Regions from separate parts of the Mus musculus genome. Here all the other regions are linked to region 2. A link is a contact called in public promoter capture Hi-C data. All regions are on one chromosome and are shown on one strand. Each heading gives the region's core, a stretch centred on a gene start, on an enhancer-like site or on the middle of the called end of the contact. The rest is flanking DNA. Distances are from core to core; before and after follow the strand shown. Region 1 holds the start of Haus6 (HAUS augmin-like complex, subunit 6). Region 2 holds the start of Klhl9 (kelch-like 9). Region 3 holds the start of Rraga (Ras-related GTP binding A). Region 4 holds the start of Plin2 (perilipin 2).

The links. Promoter capture Hi-C pulls out the DNA fragments that hold promoters and counts their contacts. Capture Hi-C pulls out chosen DNA fragments and counts their contacts.
Region 1: a promoter capture Hi-C map of pre-B cells shows a contact between it and region 2, with 3 times the contacts expected there. The contact joins the promoter of Haus6 here to the promoter of Klhl9 in region 2. A contact is called at or near these places in 2 of 39 promoter capture datasets (liver and pre-B cells), 1 of 484 Hi-C or Micro-C datasets (B cells), 1 of 115 datasets of contacts at active chromatin or transcription factors (astrocytes) and 1 of 9 other capture datasets (adipose tissue).
Region 3: a promoter capture Hi-C map of adipose tissue shows a contact between it and region 2, with 3 times the contacts expected there. The contact joins the promoter of Rraga here to the promoter of Klhl9 in region 2. A contact is called at or near these places in 1 of 39 promoter capture datasets (pre-B cells), 2 of 115 datasets of contacts at active chromatin or transcription factors (astrocytes and regulatory T cell precursor) and 2 of 9 other capture datasets (adipose tissue and liver).
Region 4: a contact with region 2 is called in a promoter capture Hi-C map of liver, with 5 times the contacts expected there. The contact joins the promoter of Plin2 here to the promoter of Klhl9 in region 2. A contact is called at or near these places in 2 of 39 promoter capture datasets (liver and pre-B cells) and 2 of 9 other capture datasets (adipose tissue and liver).

Annotation. Positions count from the first base shown.
Region 1 is chr4:86,609,344-86,614,072 of GRCm38.p6, reverse strand. Haus6 (HAUS augmin-like complex, subunit 6) reads left to right here and starts at 2,018. Exons shown (of 17, transcript NM_173400.3): 1 at 2,018-2,387. The coding sequence starts at 2,260.
Region 2 is chr4:88,720,692-88,725,587 of GRCm38.p6, reverse strand. It overlaps Klhl9 (kelch-like 9), which reads left to right and starts at 3,080. Exons shown (of 1, transcript NM_172871.2): 1 at 3,080-4,896. The coding sequence starts at 3,586.
Region 3 is chr4:86,572,602-86,577,112 of GRCm38.p6, reverse strand. Rraga (Ras-related GTP binding A) reads right to left here and starts at 1,440. Exons shown (of 1, transcript NM_178376.3): 1 at 1-1,440. The coding sequence starts at 1,194. The coding sequence ends at 253.
Region 4 is chr4:86,668,493-86,673,316 of GRCm38.p6, reverse strand. It overlaps Plin2 (perilipin 2), which reads left to right and starts at 3,258. Exons shown (of 8, transcript NM_007408.3): 1 at 3,258-3,372; 2 at 4,612-4,667; 3 at 4,755-4,824. The coding sequence starts at 4,638.

The DNA of each region.
Region 1 (4,729 bases), core at 769-3,268, 2.1 Mb after region 2:
CCTAACAGCAGAGGATTAAACAATGTGCCTTTGTTCCATCTCGGCAGGAACTGCTGGGCTCTAACTTTCAGCCTGCTAGTCAGAAGTCACAGGAAGAAAAAGGGACACTTAGAAAAGTTATTATAGCATTTATTACTAAGTTGTAAAAAGTTTCCTATGGAAGCCATCTAAGGGGAAAAGCGAAAAGATCCTAAGTGGGAAAAGGAAAAGGGAAAAATTCTTCTAAGGGGGGAAAGGCAAAAAATTCTAGTCTAAGTGGGGAAAGGCTTTAAAAAATTCTTCTTTCTCATTTGTCTTCAGTACCTATACATCTTTCAGAATACATGATCACAAAGTTCACACAAAAAATCAAATCATAAATTGAAATAGAAGTTTACAATAGAGAATGTCTACATTCGTATCCATTAGGAATAATTTTCTGGCTAAACATCCATCACCTGTCTCAGCTCCACAGGTTCACTGAAGGTTTAAAACCATAACTAAGTTATTAGTGAAGTTTTGTATAGATAAACCCAGTCAATATTTTATCTTCTGTCCTAGCACCTATAATAAATCATTAGTTCCCTTTATATGACTTTTGGTTAATTGTTTTATCACCTCTTGGAATGTGCTCTGAATAGGAGAAAATCTGGTTACCATCTAAGAACTGGTAACATGTGGAAAATTGGCCGAGTTCTCATTGCAGTTTTGACTATCAAAAACGACTTAATAGGAGTCCCAGTAAAAATGAGCTTAATAATCACAGATAAAATTTTAGGAATTCTTATAGGATCATCATGATGACTTAAGTCATCTATTTGTCTATATGGCATCACTACAAGACAATACATCTTCATGGATCTGCAGAGATCTGCTCCAAAGGGGTGTGCTACTACTTAGTGATTGTTATATATTTTTAATAATAACAGGAAAAGCAATATTAATAGCAGGAATCTTCCCTAAAATGAATTCCTTACAGCCTTGCTTAATAAGGGTGCACCTGTCGCAGGTCATCTAATAATCCGAAGTAGACCACTTCAGGATGATGCTTGTCCCATTATGACTCCTGACACTCAGCAGAGAGACAGACTTTGTTGTAGTTGTTATTCGAGATAGGGTTTCTCTGAATAGCTCTGGCTGTCCTGGAACTCACTCTGTAGACCAGGCTGGCCTGCAACTCAGAAATCCGCCTGTCTTCTCCTCCCAAGTGCTGCCCGGTGAGAGACAGATTTCTAGTACAGCAAGTTGAAGTATGGCTGGTGGTGCCTCCCACAAAGATGGAGAGCATTCCAGAATTAGGAATTCAGGGTCATCTTCCTTTGGGAAGGGAGTTCAAGGCCAGAGGAGGCTAAAAGAAATCTCGACTTGCAACCTCCACGACCAAAGAAACATTTGATAATAAAAATTTTGCCAAGCACTCTAGATGAGGTGATCAATGAACAACTCCATCGGCCCCTGTGACTCTTGCCCATTAATTCATATAGTAGGAAGGCAGGTACAGTCTTCGACGCCAGACTGCGCTACATAAAGTTAGAGCTACATAGCAAGATCCTGCCTTTTTGGTTTTGCTTTGTTTTATTTCGAGACAGGGTTTCTTTGTGTAGCTCTGGCTGTCCCGGAAATCAGTAGTGTTCTCGAACTAACAAAGTTCTTCTCCTCTGAGTACTGGGATTAAAGGAGTACACCGCTGCCTCCACCGGACAAGACCCTGTCTTAAAATAAAGGAAAAGATGATTTGTTTAGGGCCATACACCTGCATCACTCACTATAAGGAGCTACAATGTAGCTTTTACTGAACAGCAATCACAACCCGAGCAACAGAAACCTAAAACGCAAAGAATCCGGAACTAAGGCCGGGAGGGCTCTAGAAAACACCCGGTTTCCGGACCTTGGGGCAATTGGCTGGTCACGCAATGCTTTGTGGGTCTTATAGTTTCTCTCAGGGACTTCATGTGCCCGGAGACAGGGATGCATTGCATGGTGGGAGATTGAGTCCTCTTAGGAAGACCAGTCCCGGAAGTCGGGACTGCGCCTGCGCCTGCGCAGTGTAGTCTTCCGCAAGCGCGGGAGTCTTGGTTTGCGTGGAGCGCTGCAGTCACTGTCTGTTTTTCTGGGCGCGTTCGGCCTTTTGTGGTGGGATGGCTCTCGGAGAGGAGGCAGCGGGCGGCCGCCGCAGAGGGGTTGTCGTCACCCCGGGATGCCTGTAGGAGGGGTCCAAGGGTCCTCACGGCTTCGGTGCCTTCGTTTTCCTCCGTCACAGTCGCCCTGCCCGTGGAAAGCATGAGCTCGGCCCGGGACTCCGCTTTCGAGAAGCAGCATCTCTGGATGTACCTGCAGGCGCTGGGCTTGGATCCGAGCTCCAGCATCACGTTCGGCGGGAAGATGGTGCCGCACGCGCACCTTGGAGAGTAAGGAGATCTGGGGCGGTGGCGCGGTCCTTGGCGTCCAGTCACTGGCGGCAGAACCCTGTGGTGGGGGACTGGTCGTCACCAGTGTAAGGGATGCGGGTGCGGGACGCTTTAGAGGCGTGCTCTGCAGTTGAGGCACAACGGCGGGCCCGCTTAACCCTGCCTTCGTGGTCTGTAGTTGGTGGGAGGCGTCGGGGAACTATATATGCAAACATCTTATAAGTAGTTAACTGTGGGTTTAAACTTTGAATCCGAACTAAAACATGTTACAGCTAGCAAAAACATAATAATGTGTGGGAATGAAAATCAAAAGCCGATACCCTTTCCTTTGCCACTTCAGTTATGGTTGCGATCACAAAAAGAAATACTTTGTTTATATTTGTATACTTTAGACACGAGCTTCCGGTTTCAGGCCCCCTTTCCTCCTTATAATTTAATGGAAAGAATGATTCTATTATTACTATATCACCATCATCACCATTATTACTATTTTTTTTTTTCGAGACAGGGTTTCTCTGTATAGCCCTGGCTGTCCTGGAACTCACTTTGTAGACCAGGCTGGCCTTGAACTCAGAAATCCGTCTGCCTCTGCCTCCCAAGTGCTGGGATTAAAGGCGTGCGCCACCACCGCCCGGCTACTATTATTTTTATTTTGAGACAAAACCCCCCTCTCTGTAGTAATGGGAGGTGTGCTGGGATTTTAATTCCATCGCCTTGCTCCTCCAGATTGCTGTTTTGCTTGCTTGTATGTCTTGTGTGAGGTTGTCAGATCTTCTGGGACTGGAGTTACAGTTTAGATCTGCCATGTGGATTCTGGGAATTGAACCCGTGTCTTTTTGGAGGCGCAGACACTGTTAGTAACCTGAGACATCTCTCCAGTCTCAATGAATTTTGTCTTTTGTTTGATTTTTGTTTTTGTTTGTTTGTTTATTTTTCAAGACAAGGCTTCTGGACCTCTTTTTGTGGACAGGCTAGCCTTGAACTCAGATACCAGCCTGCCCTTGCCTCTTATGTGCTGGGGATTAAAACGTCCCACCAACCATCCCTAGTTAAATTAACTTTGTTTTGTTTTTTGATGCTTTAGACATTTTTATGCAACCTCAGTTAAGTAGGTATATGATAGTATGCAATCATTCACTTGTAGTAGGTTATACATGTTATTTTAAAGCAATTCCATGGCATACATGTAATTTTACTATTAGGGACGAAAGTAAATTTGCATACTAAAGGATGCTCCCCCATTTTTTTCCTTTGAGATGGATGATTATATACCATGGCCTCCAGCTCTGTTTGCCTCTCTTGCTTAAGTGTTGATATCATGTTAACTTTTGGTTGATGCATTTTCAGAAACTTTTGCTGCTGTTACATTTCAGCCCTCACATAACTATGCTACCAGAATAGGGTGATGAAGTTTCCAGAAACAGGGCTGGCTGGGCATGACGGTGCATGCCTTTAATCCCAGCACTCGGGAGGCAGAGGCAGGTGGATTTCTGAGTTCAAGGCTAGCCTGGTCTACAGAGTGAGTTCCAGGACAGCCAGGGCTACAGAGAAACTCTGTCTCGAAAAGAAAAGGAAAGAAAAGAAAAGAAAAGAAAAGAAAAGAAAAGAAAAGAAAAAAGAAACCGGGCTGGAGACAGTTTCTGTTATGTTCCTCATGTTCCTCACCAAGGACAAGAATAATCTGGGGATAGATCCGTCATCTGTTGCCCCCATCTATTTAATTGTTATCTTTTTGTTTTTCTTCAATTTTTGTTTTTTTTTTTTTTTTTCCAAGACAGGGTCTCACTATTTAGCTCTCTGGCTGTCCTGGAATGCATTATGTAGACTGGGTTGGCTTCAGACTCATGAGAGATCCATTTGCCTCTGTTTCCTAGGTACTGGGACTAAAGGCATGAGACTCTGCTCCCAGCTGGTCTTGTGCTTGTGATAATCCTCTTGCCTTGGCTTCTGGAGTGCTGGGATTGATTGCAGGAGTGTGCCATTGTGCCTGCATGTATTTTGTCAGTATAATTTCAGTTCTAATGGTTGTGTTAATGCACCTAGGTATCTTATTTTTAATCTCTCTCTCTCTCTCTCTCTCTCTTTCTTTCCTTCCTTTTTTCTTTCTTCCTTTCTTCCTTTCTTTCTCTTCCTCCTCCTTTTTCCTCCTCATCTTCCCCTTCCTCCTCCTCTTCCTTCTTTTTCCTCTTCCTCCTTCTTTTTCTTCCTTTTTTTTTTTTTCTTTTTTGGAGAAAAAGGTTTTAATATCTCAGGCTGGTCTCAAACTCCAGATATGACCTTAATCTCCTAATCCTTCTGCCTCCACCTCCAAGTGTCAGGTGTGGTAGAAGTATGTACCACCA
Region 2 (4,896 bases), core at 1,831-4,330:
TCCCTACCCTGCAATGTGGGTTTCCACGATTTAGCTTTGGATATTTTCCTCTCGACTGGATCACTCTAAGACTTCATTCATCCTTGGCTAAGTAGCTGCTGTCTAGTCCCTAACTTAGAACCTCTAACCACAGCCCTTCGGAAATGGACCCTCTAATCCCAGAACCACGTATCCAGGTGTCAAGATCAAACCTCGGAATCCTCCAGTTTCTTGTTGTGAAGATGCCTTCCTTTTGCCAACAGTGAAGATTACTGTAACTAAAATTGATGATCTGATCCTGCAGGGACAATGTATATCTCTAACACCAGTCTTGAGGAGGCCAGCCTGCATCACACATTGAGACTCTCTTTCAATCAAAACTATTAATAATTTTATGCTTCCTACTGAAAAATGAAAATTTCTGTGAGGAAAAACTAAGTCCCAACTGTTTAAACCATGTTCTACTTTATTTTGAAGACTAGCATGATCAGGTATTTCTTTTTGTCTGTTTGTTTTCGGGTTTTTTTCAAGACAGGGTTTCTCTGTGTCAACCTAGGTGTCCTGGAACTCACTCTGTAGATCAACCTGATCCTAAACTCTCAGAGACCTGCCTGCCTCTGCCTCCTGGGTGCTGAGATTAAAGGCGTGTGCCATCACTCCTGAGCCTTAGATGTTACTTGTAGCTTGAATAAACTGGACATCCATTCTTCATCTGAAATTACAAACACGTGAAATGTCTAAAAGTGAAACTTTAAATAATAAAAATATTAATTAAAATATGAAAGTAAATACTGGGCTGGAGAGATGGCTCAGAGATTAAGAGCACTGACTGCTCTTTCAGAGGTCCTGAGTTCAATTCCCAGCAACCACATAGTAGCTCACAACCATCTGTAATGGGATCTGTTGCCCTCTTCTAGTGTGTCTGAAGACAGCAACTGTGTACTCAAATAAATAAAAGAAACGAATCCTTTAAAAAAGAAAGTAAATACTTCTTTTTAAGTTAAATGTGAAGGTGAACATGATCTCATATGTGCTAAATACTAAGATATAATAAATGAAATTAAAAAAAAATATATTGGAATTGATATAATAAAGCACACGAGTAAATGCTATGTCTAGTGGGCCGATGACCCTAAGTCGATGCTTTTAACACATACCTGTTTAACATGACTACCAAATATTGGTGAAAGCAGAACAAAATAATCTTTTTTTTTTAAGATTTATTTATTATATGTAAGTACACTGTAGCTGTCTTCAGACACACCAGAAGAGGGAGTCAGATCTTGTTACGGATGGTTGTGAGCCACCATGTGGTTGCTGGGATTTGAACTCTGGACCTTCGGAAGAGTAGTCGGGTGCTCTTACCCACTGAGCCATCTCACCAGCCCCCAAAATAATCTTTTAAAATAGTTAAATGTTGGTGGCTGGAGAGATGGCTCAGAGGTAAAGAGCACTGGGTGCTCTTCCAGAGGACCCAGGGTTCAGTTCCAAGCATCTAGAGGATAGATCACACCTGCCTGTTACTCCAGTTGACATCCTCGCATAGCCATACATGCAGACAAAACACCAATGAACATAAAAATAAATGTAAAATAAACCATTGAAATATGAGGAGCATGTGTCCCTAATAACCATAAATGTTCATGCCTGGTTTCTCATTAACCTTGCTAGCTTAGTAGGGAAAGGACCGATGTCTTGAAGTTTGCTCTGGCACCTTCTCAGGAAGTGATCTTGTTCTTTCTTTCCCTACAGGTAGAAATTAATCTCTCGGAAGTGCCTCTTCACAGCCAGGTGACATGTCAGAGCCACTCAGGAAAGGCTTACCCCAACTCCTGAACCAAGCAGCCTCCCAGAACTTAGCTCCTGGGAAGAACTTCTCAAGACCATTCTCATTTCAACAAAGCTCTGGTATAACAGGGCACCTGGGGGGGGGGGGGGGAAGGAACGACGACCACAGGTTGTTCTACTAGTTTGGGGAAAAGAATGTTGTTCTACTAGTTTCCCGGGATTGCTGCAATTGGCCGGAAACCACCGGGAGAAGAAGGAAGGAGAAATAAAGGAAGATTAATCACCTATAGTTAAGTAAATTACATACATTTTTTTGGGGTCATCAACAGGTTGTAAGTAAGCTCTCTATATACCAATTTTGGAAAATCTTGAACTGGAAAAAAAAAATCCAGTAGGATACATGCCATTTAGAAAAGAGCCAGGAAGTGGAGCATAAGAATGTAAGTATATTCTTAGTCTGCATACAAGTAAACGCTAGAAGGATTTGGAACTTCGAGAACAGAGAACTACGGCAAATTATATACTTATTCTCAAATCAAAGTTAAAATTTGCCAGTAGCTAGAGAACTGCATGTTAATAAAAAATACTTATAAAAGCAAAGTTCAACACAAGGGAAACGCAAAGGGTAACTATTTTGGAAACATTGACTTGAATATTCTACCAAATATTATCATTATCCAAATCAGGATAACGTTTTGTGTTCAAATCATCTGCGCTTATTACAGAGTCCATAAGATAATGGAGGACATTTGTACACTGATGAAAACAGTGGACAAAGTAAACTATAACATGCTCAACTACTGGAAAACTGTAGCCAGTTAAAAATAGTGTTTGGAAAACAAAACCCTGAAAACCGTATTTATGAAGGCATTATCTCTCCTGCCAAATATTAAAAAAATGTATCATTAGGACCAAAATTTAGTGGCAAGTTAAATCTCATGTGTCTTAAATGTTAAACAAACAAACAAAAAACCTTTTACAATCAACATTTTTAATTGAGTGTGACGCAAACTGTAAAACTGTTCTTGAAGAAAATAAATAAATAAAACGATACAATGATTTCTTCTGCCAGGCTTCTTGTGTTTGAACAAAGGTTGCCTTTCGTTGCTGCTCTGGCAAAGACCTTAAGCGTAAATCTTGAAAAGAACGCGCTCTTGAAAAGCAAGCTTAAGCACACGCACGCGCATTCCTACAAGCTTACATAATGGACCCTGCACCGGCCTCGCTGGCCGGCCGGAACCCCGCCCCCAGTCCCGCCCGCGCCCTGCCCCCATCCACCGCCCCCTTGCCAGCTCAGCCGCGCAAGCGCACTAGCTGTGCAGCCGCTCCTAGCCCGGGGGATCCTGGGATTCTGCCTTTCCGGAAGGTCGGGCTGGCTCTCGGTGCTAGGCCGCCGTTCTAGGCCCAAGTCGGGATTCCAGGCCCTGCTCCAAGCCAAGTCCGTAGCCGCGACGACACAGCGGGGATCGCAGAGGACGCGGCCGCAGCTCGTTGGGGTGGCTGAGCCTTGGAGGGCGGCAGCCGGGGTGCGCAGGCCGTGACGGCCCCTCCCCCGCCCTGAGCGCAGCGGCGAAGGACGACAGCCCGGGACCGGAGGAGGTGAAGCGGTCACGTAACTGCCCCGGGTGATGACTCACCCGCTCTCCTGGCAGATTTGAGGTGCGTGCTGCTGTTGCTGCAGGGCGGACGTCGGTGTGCCCAGAGCGGTGCTGCGGCGACCGCTTGCTTGCCCTTGGTTCGGCGGCCCCGGGGTTTCCCGAGAGCGTTCTCTTTGTAACGTCTGCGGCCTGCAGCTCGCAGCGAGCTCCGGCTTCTCCCATGAAGGTGTCTCTGGGTAACGGCGACATGGGCGTCTCTGCCCACCTGCAGCCTTGCAAGTCTGGAACTACGCGGTTTTTTACCAGCAACACGCACAGTTCGGTTGTATTGCAAGGCTTTGATCAGCTCAGAATAGAGGGCCTACTTTGTGACGTGACGCTGGTACCTGGCGATGGAGAGGAAATCTTCCCGGTTCATAGAGCCATGATGGCGTCTGCCAGTGATTATTTCAAGGCCATGTTCACTGGAGGAATGAAAGAGAAAGATTTGATGTGCATCAAGCTTCATGGGGTGAACAAAGTTGGTCTGAAGAAAATCATTGATTTTATTTATACTGCAAAACTGTCTCTTAATATGGACAATCTTCAGGACACTCTTGAAGCTGCCAGCTTTCTACAGATCTTGCCGGTTTTGGATTTTTGTAAAGTATTTCTTATATCAGGCGTCTCTTTGGATAACTGTGTGGAGGTTGGCCGGATTGCTAACACCTACAATCTTATAGAAGTGGATAAATACGTAAATAATTTCATCCTGAAGAACTTTCCTGCCTTGTTGAATACTGGGGAGTTTCTGAAACTCCCCTTTGAACGGCTTGCCTTTGTGCTTTCCAGCAATAGTCTCAAGCACTGTTCGGAACTTGAGCTCTTCAAGGCAGCCTGCCGCTGGCTGAGGCTGGAAGACCCTCGGATGGACTATGCCGCAAAATTAATGAAGAATATTCGCTTTCCACTGATGACACCACAGGATCTCATCAACTATGTGCAGACAGTAGATTTCATGAGAACAGACAATACCTGTGTGAATTTACTTTTGGAAGCAAGCAATTACCAAATGATGCCGTATATGCAGCCGGTGATGCAGTCGGACAGAACTGCCATTCGATCTGATTCTACTCATTTGGTTACCTTAGGAGGAGTTTTGAGACAACAGCTAGTTGTCAGTAAAGAGTTACGAATGTACGACGAAAGGGCGCAGGAGTGGAAGTCGTTAGCGCCCATGGATGCTCCTCGATACCAGCATGGCATTGCTGTTATTGGAAATTTCCTTTATGTAGTTGGTGGCCAGAGTAATTATGATACAAAAGGAAAAACGGCTGTTGATACAGTTTTCAGATTTGATCCTCGTTATAATAAGTGGATGCAGGTGGCATCATTAAACGAAAAGCGCACATTCTTTCACCTGAGTGCCCTCAAAGGACATTTATATGCAGTTGGTGGGCGCAGTGCAGCTGGTGAACTGGCCACAGTAGAATGTTACAACCCAAGAATGAATGAATGGAGCTACGTTGCAAAGATGAGTGAACCCCACTAT
Region 3 (4,511 bases), core at 191-2,690, 2.1 Mb after region 2:
CACACCCACCCACACCCCACCTACTTTAGTGTTAACACCACACTAACTTTTCATAAAGGCCGTCTTGAAGATCTCTACTTGATAGCTGAGTAAATAGCGTCCAATACTAAGACTAGGGAAGAGATGAGATAGTAAGCACACGTTTCAAGCTCACTTTTAAGCACATGACATTATGAATATTAAAGACAAATGATGCAAAAAAAAAAAAAACACCGTAATTCAGCATTTTACTAAAGAGCATTTGGCATTATTTCAACGCATGAGGAGGCTGTGCTTGGGCCCATCTACTCTTTCTAGCTTCTCAAAGTGTTTCCTGGCATTACGAATGTTGATCAGAGTAGCTGCAGAAGGGATGGATGGATCTGACATGACCACCATCACGTACGTGTTTGATGTAAAGATGTCGATGAAGGCAGCGAAGTTAGAATTCCTCACTTCCATGCTCTGGAAAGAAGCGGCCAATTTACTGCAGCTCAGCTTAAACTGCTTGATGATGTTGCTGATCTTCTCAAAGCGGTGCACATCTCGCTGCTCTTTGCACTGGTAGTGGGAAATCACCAAGAACGTAGCTCTCTCGAACAGCAGAACTTCATCAGCCTCAATAATCTGGGCAAAATTCCTTAGGTTCATCTCCAGCTGCTGAACGTTGGGGATCAGCTGATAGACGATGCTGGACCAGGCTTTGTAGAGCGTCTCATCCCAGATGGACGTTCGAAAACAAGCGCACTCCAGCGGGCGAGACAAACGCCTCAGGTCTTCCTCTCGCTCTTTAAAAATCAGGTCACGTTGATCTTCCTGAACCAGATCCATTTTGTGCACCAGGCAGAAGATTTTGGCGTCAGGTGAATTCTGGAGGATGGCTTCCAGACACGATTGGTAATAATGCATATCTTTTTCCAGTTCGCGGCTCTCTACGTCAAACACGTATATCAGAACCTCCACATTACGGAAGATGTTGTCCCGCTGGCTGGTGAAGTAATTTTCCATAAAGGTGTCCTGGCCGCCACAGTCCCACAGGTTCAGCACCAGGTTCCCCAAGAATCGGACGTGGGAGTGCTCCACGTCGATGGTGGCACCCAGGCGCCTAGTGTCGCGCGCAATATAATTTGCAAAGATGATCGACCTCATGCTGGTCTTCCCCGACCCGCTCTTTCCCATCAACAGCACCTTTTTCTTCATGGCTGTATTGGGCATCACCTGCCGGCGTCGCCACGGACTGGGCCTGAGGCACGGCCTAACGGCGGACCGACCAAGGATGGGGACGGCGGGACACCGAGCACCGACCGGCAGCGGAGGCCGTGCACGCGAGCTGGGGGCAGGAAAGACCGCGGCGAGGCGAGGTCTCAGAAAACAGCGCCCGAGGCAATGGCCACAGCCGCTCCGAGCTAGCGAGAGCAGACCAGTGATGTGATCAGCTTCGGCCCGGCCGCCACCCACTTCCCGCCGGCATCTCGCGAGAACTCCGAGGGCCTGCCGCCACCCACTTCCGGTGGCGACATCGCGAGAACGTCGGCTACTCCTTTGAGACCCTTGGAATTCTAAGAAACTGCTTCTTCCATTGCAATCTAGCGCACAGCGAGTTAAAATGAAAGGGCGAGCCCACGCTGGGGTTTTGTTCTGCTTGGGTTGCCCTGGGTCTTTGCAGAAGGGGTCGAGTGAACCTGGGAGGGAGAATGCTGCCCCCGCGTGGCCAAAAGTCCTCACACGCCCACTGCCATTATCACCTCAGAGAGATAATAGTGCTGTAGGCTTGACAATCAGGCAGGTAGAGGAGCGGGGATGACAAATGAAAACCAGCAGAAAGAGATTTCGAAAAACTAATTGCCCAGGGCTAGGCAGTTCCTTACCAGGGAGACATCCTGATTCCTTGTTCTTTTTACCTCAGCTTGAGAATGTGTAATTAGAATCCAAAACTCGAGTAGAGGGTAATATGGAACACCATGCAATAGCTTCGTCCTCACGGTTACCGTGTGAACAACTGTTTTCAAACCTGAGGGGGTTAACGAGTCTGAGTGCCTTAGAAGGTCTGCTCACTTAGCCATAGGCCACATGGCCTCAAGCCTTTAAGAAGAGATAAGCAGTGTCATCCAGTAAGTTGAGGCTGAGTCAGTAGAATTACCAGGGCACGTCATATTCCTAAATTAGGACACTGCATCCTTATTGTAAAGCCCTTTCCAGGTTGTATACTACACTGTACCAATGAAGACATTTTCTCACTTATTCATTCAAAAATTGGATGTTGGGGCTAGAGACATAGCTTATCATTTAAGCCATGGTCTCCCGCACAGATATGGTGCACACACACACACACACACACACACACACACTGCTCTTCCAGAGAACCTGGGTTTGCTTCCCAGCACCACTGTGACTCCTTGAAACTGTAACTTCAGTCCAGGGGATGATGCCTTCTTTCAACCTCTGTGGGCACTGCATGCATATGATGCATAGACACACAGGCAAAATATGAATTTACATAAATAATGTTTACAATATGCAAGAAAATTCAAAAGTGGGCTGGCAAGATGGCTAAGCGGGTAAGAGCACTGACTGCTCTTCTGAAGGTCCTGAGTTCTAATCCCAGTAACCACATAGTGGCTCACAACCACCCCGTAATGAGATCTGATGCCCTCTTCTGGTGTGTCTGAAGACAGCAACAGTGTACTTATCTATAATAATAAATCTCTGGGCTGGAGTGAGCAGAGGTCCAGAATTCAATTCCTAACAACCACATGAAGGCTCACAAGCATCTGTGTAGCTACAGTGTACTCATATACATAAAAAAAGACAATTTAAAAGTAATCATTGTTGCAGGATATTTGATCACACTGAACCCTGAGAGTGTATTGTTTACTAAAAGACAAACAAAAACAAAAAAACGATTTCTAGTTGTGATGTGGCTCAGTCATAGCACACACCTTTAATTCCTCTGGTTAGAATACAGATATGCCCTTAGAACACACTTTTAATCCCAAACAGTGAAGGTAAAGTTAGTTTGTAGAAGAAAGCACCTTGTTTGAAAGTTATGTCTAATTGAGTGGCAGACAAAGTAACAAATCAGAGAAAGATTTGACAGAATAGGCTACACCCAGCTCTCAAGAGGAGAGGGGAAAGAGGTTACATAACCAATAGCAGCACACACACACACACACACACACACACAGAGAGAGAGAGAGAGAGAGAGAGAGAGAAAGAGAGAATCTACCAGGACAGTTACAAAGAGAAAAGGTTGAAAAGAGAGAGCAAGCTAAACACAGGGGAAGGCAGAGGAGCCAGAGACTGAGAAGGAGTCAGAAGATTAGAACAGATTGCCAAAATCAGTATGAGGCCAAGCAGAGCAATTAAGAAAAGGCCGAGAGAGAGAAGCCAGATTGAATCAGTCAGTTTGGAGAGGAGTTTGAGCCAGAACAGCTGAGTTGACCAGCCAGCCAGAGATCAGAACAGGAAAAGGTGAGCTTATTCAGCAGTAAGTCTCACAGGCAGGAAACATTCTAGCCCTAGATTAGATTGTATGGAAGCTAGAAGCTTCTAGGACCTGGCCTAGGTTAGCAGACAGAGACAGTAAGCCTTGGGGATGACAATAGGAGTAGAAAAGATACATTTACAAGCCATTGCTCCCTTTTATGCATTATTTAGTTAGTGTGTGTGCGTGTGCATGTGCACGTGCATGTATGTTGAAATAGATGTCTTACTTAGGGCTGGCCATTCAGTAGTCACTCTCAGTTCTTTGACCAGTTATGAGTCTCTGCACTAATTGCTGCCCACTACAGAGAATCTGCTCTGGTTGAGGCTGAGGACAGAACTAATCTATATGTAAACATAAATATTTAGAAGGGAGTTGGGCATGCCCATTTAGCAAGATAACTTGTAGGTTCCTCAAGTTTACAGTACCAGACATGAATTCTCTCCTTTGCAACAGGCTTCAGATCCAATGCAAAAGCAGTTGGTTACCTCATAACCTTTGTGTTGCTATTGTACCAGTGGGCATGGCAGGTTGGTGTTATAGCCTTCAGGGTTCACCACTGGGTAGTATCACTGACGACTTCCCCTGCAGTCTGCTTAGTTAGTACCCTCTGGCACACGAAAACTCGCCAGCAGGGAGGAAGGCTTTAGGTCTGTTCCAGCTCGATGCCCCCTCCCCTGCCCCTAGTTTGATGTCTTTATGCTCTGCAACCAAAATATATTCTGTCTCGAGCAATAGTGTCTTACTATCTAGTTATGGTCAGTAACCAAGAGCAACCGCAATCACCAGTGTTGTTTGGGGAGCCTCTGGGGCCTTTCTGACCCTGATCCCAGGTCTGGAACTGAGTTTTTGTTTAATAACACACATCTTCTGGGGGAAGTTTTGACTACCCATGCTGGGTACCTGTGTTTAAAGTTACACGCACATTTTAATTAGCCTACACATAGTGGGTCTTCATAAATGCTTTCCTTAGATCCTTTGTTTTGGTTAACAAACTCCTCCCTCATGCTGTACCCCGACCCAATCACTGCTTAAAGTTTTAGCCTCC
Region 4 (4,824 bases), core at 2,009-4,508, 2.1 Mb after region 2:
TATGTGTGTGTGCTTGTGTGTGTGCTAAGCATGCTTAGGAATGTGCAGGTCACGTACACACAGGTGGAGGAGATAGGGTGTTCTTCAATGTCATTTCCCCTCTTGGTCCTTTGAGACAGATCTCTCACTGAACCTGAAGCTAGGCTGGAATCCAGCAAACCCCGGTTATTCTCCTGCCTTCTCCTTCTCTCAATGCTGGCCAACCACATTTGGCTTTTTTATGTGGGTGCTGTGATGTAAACTCAGGCCCTCAGGCTGGCACAGAAAGCACTATCACCCACTGAGCCATCTTGCCATCCCCTTATTCTTACCATGTAAAGGCAGAGTTTAGAGAGGCGTGGTGATATGTGACTGTAATCCTAATCACATGCCTGCAATCCCAGCATTTAAGAAGTAAAGAGGAGGATCAGGGCCAACCTAAACTACACAATGAATATGAGGGTTGCCTAGGCTACACAGTGATTCCCTGACTTTAAAATAAGAAAGAAAGAAGAAAGAAAATAAAGAAACATCAGACAGACAAAAGACTAATAGAAGGAATAGCCAAATGACTTTATCTAGACCAGGAAGCAGTGTTATCTCCATTTCACAGGTGAGAAAGCCAAGGCAAAAACAAGTTAAGCAACCAGCTCAGGCCATCATCGCCTTGGGATCTAATCTTGGTCAAGTTGCTGCTTGGTCTTTAGACTATGGCAGATCAGGTGACTTCCCCGAGGCGGTTTCTTTATAAAAAGGTCGTAGTAATTCCACGCCAGCAAGGCTCCATGCTGCTGTAATGTCCGACTAATCCCCTCAGATCCCGTCTCAGTAGATCTGGACTAGGAAGGCAGAACTCTCTGATCAGGTGACTCTGCTGTCCTAGAACACACCATGAGAGCTCATTTTATAAAAATAGCTTTTTCTGGGCATAGCTCACGCCAGTATTCATAATACTCAAGAAGCTGCGGCAGGAGGATCACTGCAAGTTTGAAGTCAGCCTGGGCTCCATGATGCGTTTAAAGCCAGCCTGGGCTACAGAGTGAGAGTTTGTCTCAAGAGAAAAAAAGAAAGACAACTTGAAGGCCCTCCGACTCTCAGGAGTCATCCTAATTTTTCTTAGTAAGTCTTCTTCTCAAGTTCTCACACTGGTGAAAGTGAAATAGAAACAGATTAATTTGATGTGGTCCAACCTTCGCAGGTTAGAATACTCTGATCCCAGATGATCCCCCAGGGGCCTCCTTCTTCCCTGGCAGACAAAAACAGAAGAAAAATTGCACATCTTTAACAAGAGGAAGTGACTCACTGGCTTGAAATGTAAAAAAGAGGCCTTTTGTAGGTGAAAGGGCAAAGAAAGAGGTCATGTTGGAGAGCCGTCATTAGAATGTGGGGGAGGGGAGTAACAAGCGGTGGACAGATCAAATATTTGCTTAGAGCAGTGGTTCTCAACCTTCCTATTGCTGTCACCCTTTAAAACAGCTGTGGTGACCTCCAACTGTATCATTATTTTGTTGCTACTTCTTAGCTGTAATTTTGCTACTGTTATGAACCGAAATGTAAATATCTGCTATGCAGATAGTCTTAGGCGGCCCCTGTGAAAGGGTTGTTAGACTCCTGAGCCATGACCCACAGGTTGAGAACCTCTGACTTAGAATAATACCAAAAAATAAAATTAAATTTAAAAAAAGGATGTAGTTGATTGTTCTCATTTTTACATCATCATCACTATCAGAAGGAGAATTGTGGGGTGGTTTGGTTTGGTTTGGTTTGGTGGGGTCAGTGTCTTGCTGTGTAGCCTGCCTGGTTTGGTATTCACTATGTAGCTCAACCTAGTCTCAAACCTGTAATCCTCCTGTCTCAGTCTCCTGAGTGCTTTGGCTCACAATCAGCTAAACTTCAGCTCCTAGCAATCCAATGTCCTTTTCTAAAAGGTCTCAGATGACATCTGCACAGATGTGGCATACATACATACATACATACATACATACATACATACATGCATACGCATGTAAAACACAATCTTTAATAAAAACATCCAGAGCATCTTTGGACTTCCAGACATTTCTTCTTTTTCTTTTTCCTTTATAATTATACGGTGGTGTCTTCCAGTGCCTGCAATGGATTGATTCAGGCACACATATTAATGAAGCCAGTTTGGCTCTTTGGACCTTTGAAAAAGTAAGCAGCGCTTGTGTGTATGCAACTTTGGGGAAATGATTGACGTGGAGGTGAGTGCTGCCCAGAGTTCAAATTCCATAGCTCCAAAGGCACCTTCCACAAGCCCCGGTTAGTAGGGCCCAGCACTGTTGCTGTTGCTCTTATTACATATTCTGGTGACAGGGGATCTATGTAGCTAGGGCACAAGAGCTTCCTTCCTATCTTCAACTGTTCCTTCTAGTTTCCCTTGCAAGGAACTAGAAGGCCTGCACCTGTATCTTTTTCCAGGAAAGAAATTCCCTGAACCCTTATGACTCCAGATGGCTGTACAACTTTCAAGATCAAATAACCCAGTTCACGTCCCTGCCCTCTCGACAAGGATTAAAAAATGATTCAGACCACTTAAAAATATTGCATAAGTCACGATAAAGTTGGCCATCTTCCTTAGTTGTTGGCTGATATCACTAAGGAGCAATTTGGAATTGTTTTACTAAAGAAAACACAGAAGAGAGGCTCAAGCTTTGCTTGTGGAAATTCAGATCAACCTTTTAATTAGAAGCTTTTGATAAGTTGTCTCTCTTTGAGAACGGTATTTTTTCTGGCCTAGAACTCACAACAATCCTCCTGCCGCAATTTCCCTAGTGCTGGCTGGGGATTACAGACCAGAGCCGCCACATCCCATGGATGAATTGTTTACATCCATAGAGCAGTAAACCAGAAGTCCCTACAGGTCATTAACGTGTTGGAATTCCACACATCTTTGTAACTTTCTTGACTTAAAGTAAAAGGTTAGAACCCGAACTTCCAGTTTTGAAGTGGTCTTTTCTGAAGACTCTGGTTAATTTGTCTGCATTTTCCAAAACCCCAAGACGCCCTGCATCTTTGCAATGCAGCTTTCAGGACCCCTGACCTAAGTCAGACAGCAGAAGGCCTCGCCCCGGCTGGCTCCTGCTCTTCTTGTACTGATCTGGGATCTCAGGGCACTGGGCTCAGGAAACCAAGGAGGCCCCCGATATTGTGGCACCAGGTTGGGGTTCCCACGCCCTCATCCCCAATGAGTGGCCCCAGAGTCCCAGTCCAGCCCAGCACAGGGTTCAGCGGCCCCAGGCAGCTGGGCTATCACGTGGCTCGGAGGCTTGGGCGGGGCAGTCAAGCGATATTTTAACAGTCGTTCTGGCCGCTTTGCTGTGTGGTGATCTGGACCGTGCGGACTTGCTCGTCCCTCAGCTCTCCTGTTAGGTAGGTCCTGCACCAGATCTGGCCCTCAGGCCGCTGCTGCTCTGCCTGCACTGGGCTCGGAACTGCAGCAATGGGTCGGTGGGGGAGGAGGGGGGAGGGAGCAGCCCCGGGCTGGTTGGGAAAGCTCTCGCTTTTGTTCTAGAGTTTTCCTTTCTGTTTGCACGTCCTTCTGTGGTAGAGCAACTTGCATTTGTCCGGTCGAGGTTTTATTTAAATGGAAACACCTCACAGAAGAACTTATAAGGTGCATAGTGAGAATTGTCTGGGTTTCCTTTAGTGTCCCACTAGGCAGCACTGGCTGCCCGCAGGCTCTCTATGGTCCAAGCTGGGCTGAAACTCTTGCTCCTCCTCTGCCTCAGCCCCACCTCACCCTTGGAAAACGGAAGGAGATATTTTATGGGCTGCTCCTTGGTATAGATACTGCTCGAAGCTTCTGCTTTCTGGACAGTTCTTCCTAAGGAACTGGGACTTTGGATTGGAGGCAGAGCAGTCTAGACAGGTTCTGTTGCTGGGCAGAAGGCAGTTTCATGTGGGTGTGGGTCACTGGGGATAGGAGATTTTACAGTTCCCTGGAGTGACTTTCTTGAGCTCAGTCAGCATTAAGGCAGCCACTGCTGGTTTCAATCTTGTTCACAAGAGTGGTAAACACCCTCAAGTATCAGTTTGATAGTCCTGATGCTGAGAGCCCGGCATGGTGGCCTGTACCTAATACCAACACTAGTGAAGTAGAGTAGAGAGAGTCAGCCTGGGCTTTAGACAGGCAGAGACTAAGTATAGCAAGGGCCATCTTTAATTCTAGCACTTGGGAGGCAAAGGCAGGTAGGTCTGGTGAGTTCCAGGCCAACCTGGCTAGCCAGGACTGTTACAAAGAGAAATACTGTCTCAGAAAGCCTACAGAAATAAATCCATTAACTAATTAAGGGCAGGTGTTTGGGGGAATCTAAGATGTCTTCTGTTTAAATGGAATTTTCTGCCTTTTGGGTTAGCATTTTTGAGAACAGGCATTTCAGAGGCATTTCTAGTGTCCCATTTAAGAGACAGGACAATGACTACTCTTTCCTATTGAAAGTGTGTAAACAGCCCTGGAGCCTCCAGTCAGGTTGTTGGCCTTGAAAAGGGCTCTGAACTAGAGGGGTGGGGTTGGGGAACTGAAACTGTCTATGCTGGAATTGTGGGCCTGCCTAGGTTGGGACAGGAATTGGTCCTCAATGTTCTGAAACCAGTTTCTTTTCTCTCCAGGCGTCTCTTTTCTCCAGGAGGAAAAAATGGCAGCAGCAGTAGTGGATCCGCAACAGGTATGATTTTTTTTAAGTATTCGTTTCTTGGTCCTTTTTCCTTTCTTGTGATTTGAGTCATTACTATCCACTCCTCCGTGTTTGCAGAGCGTGGTGATGAGAGTGGCCAACCTGCCCTTGGTGAGCTCTACCTACGACCTTGTGTCCTCCGCTTATG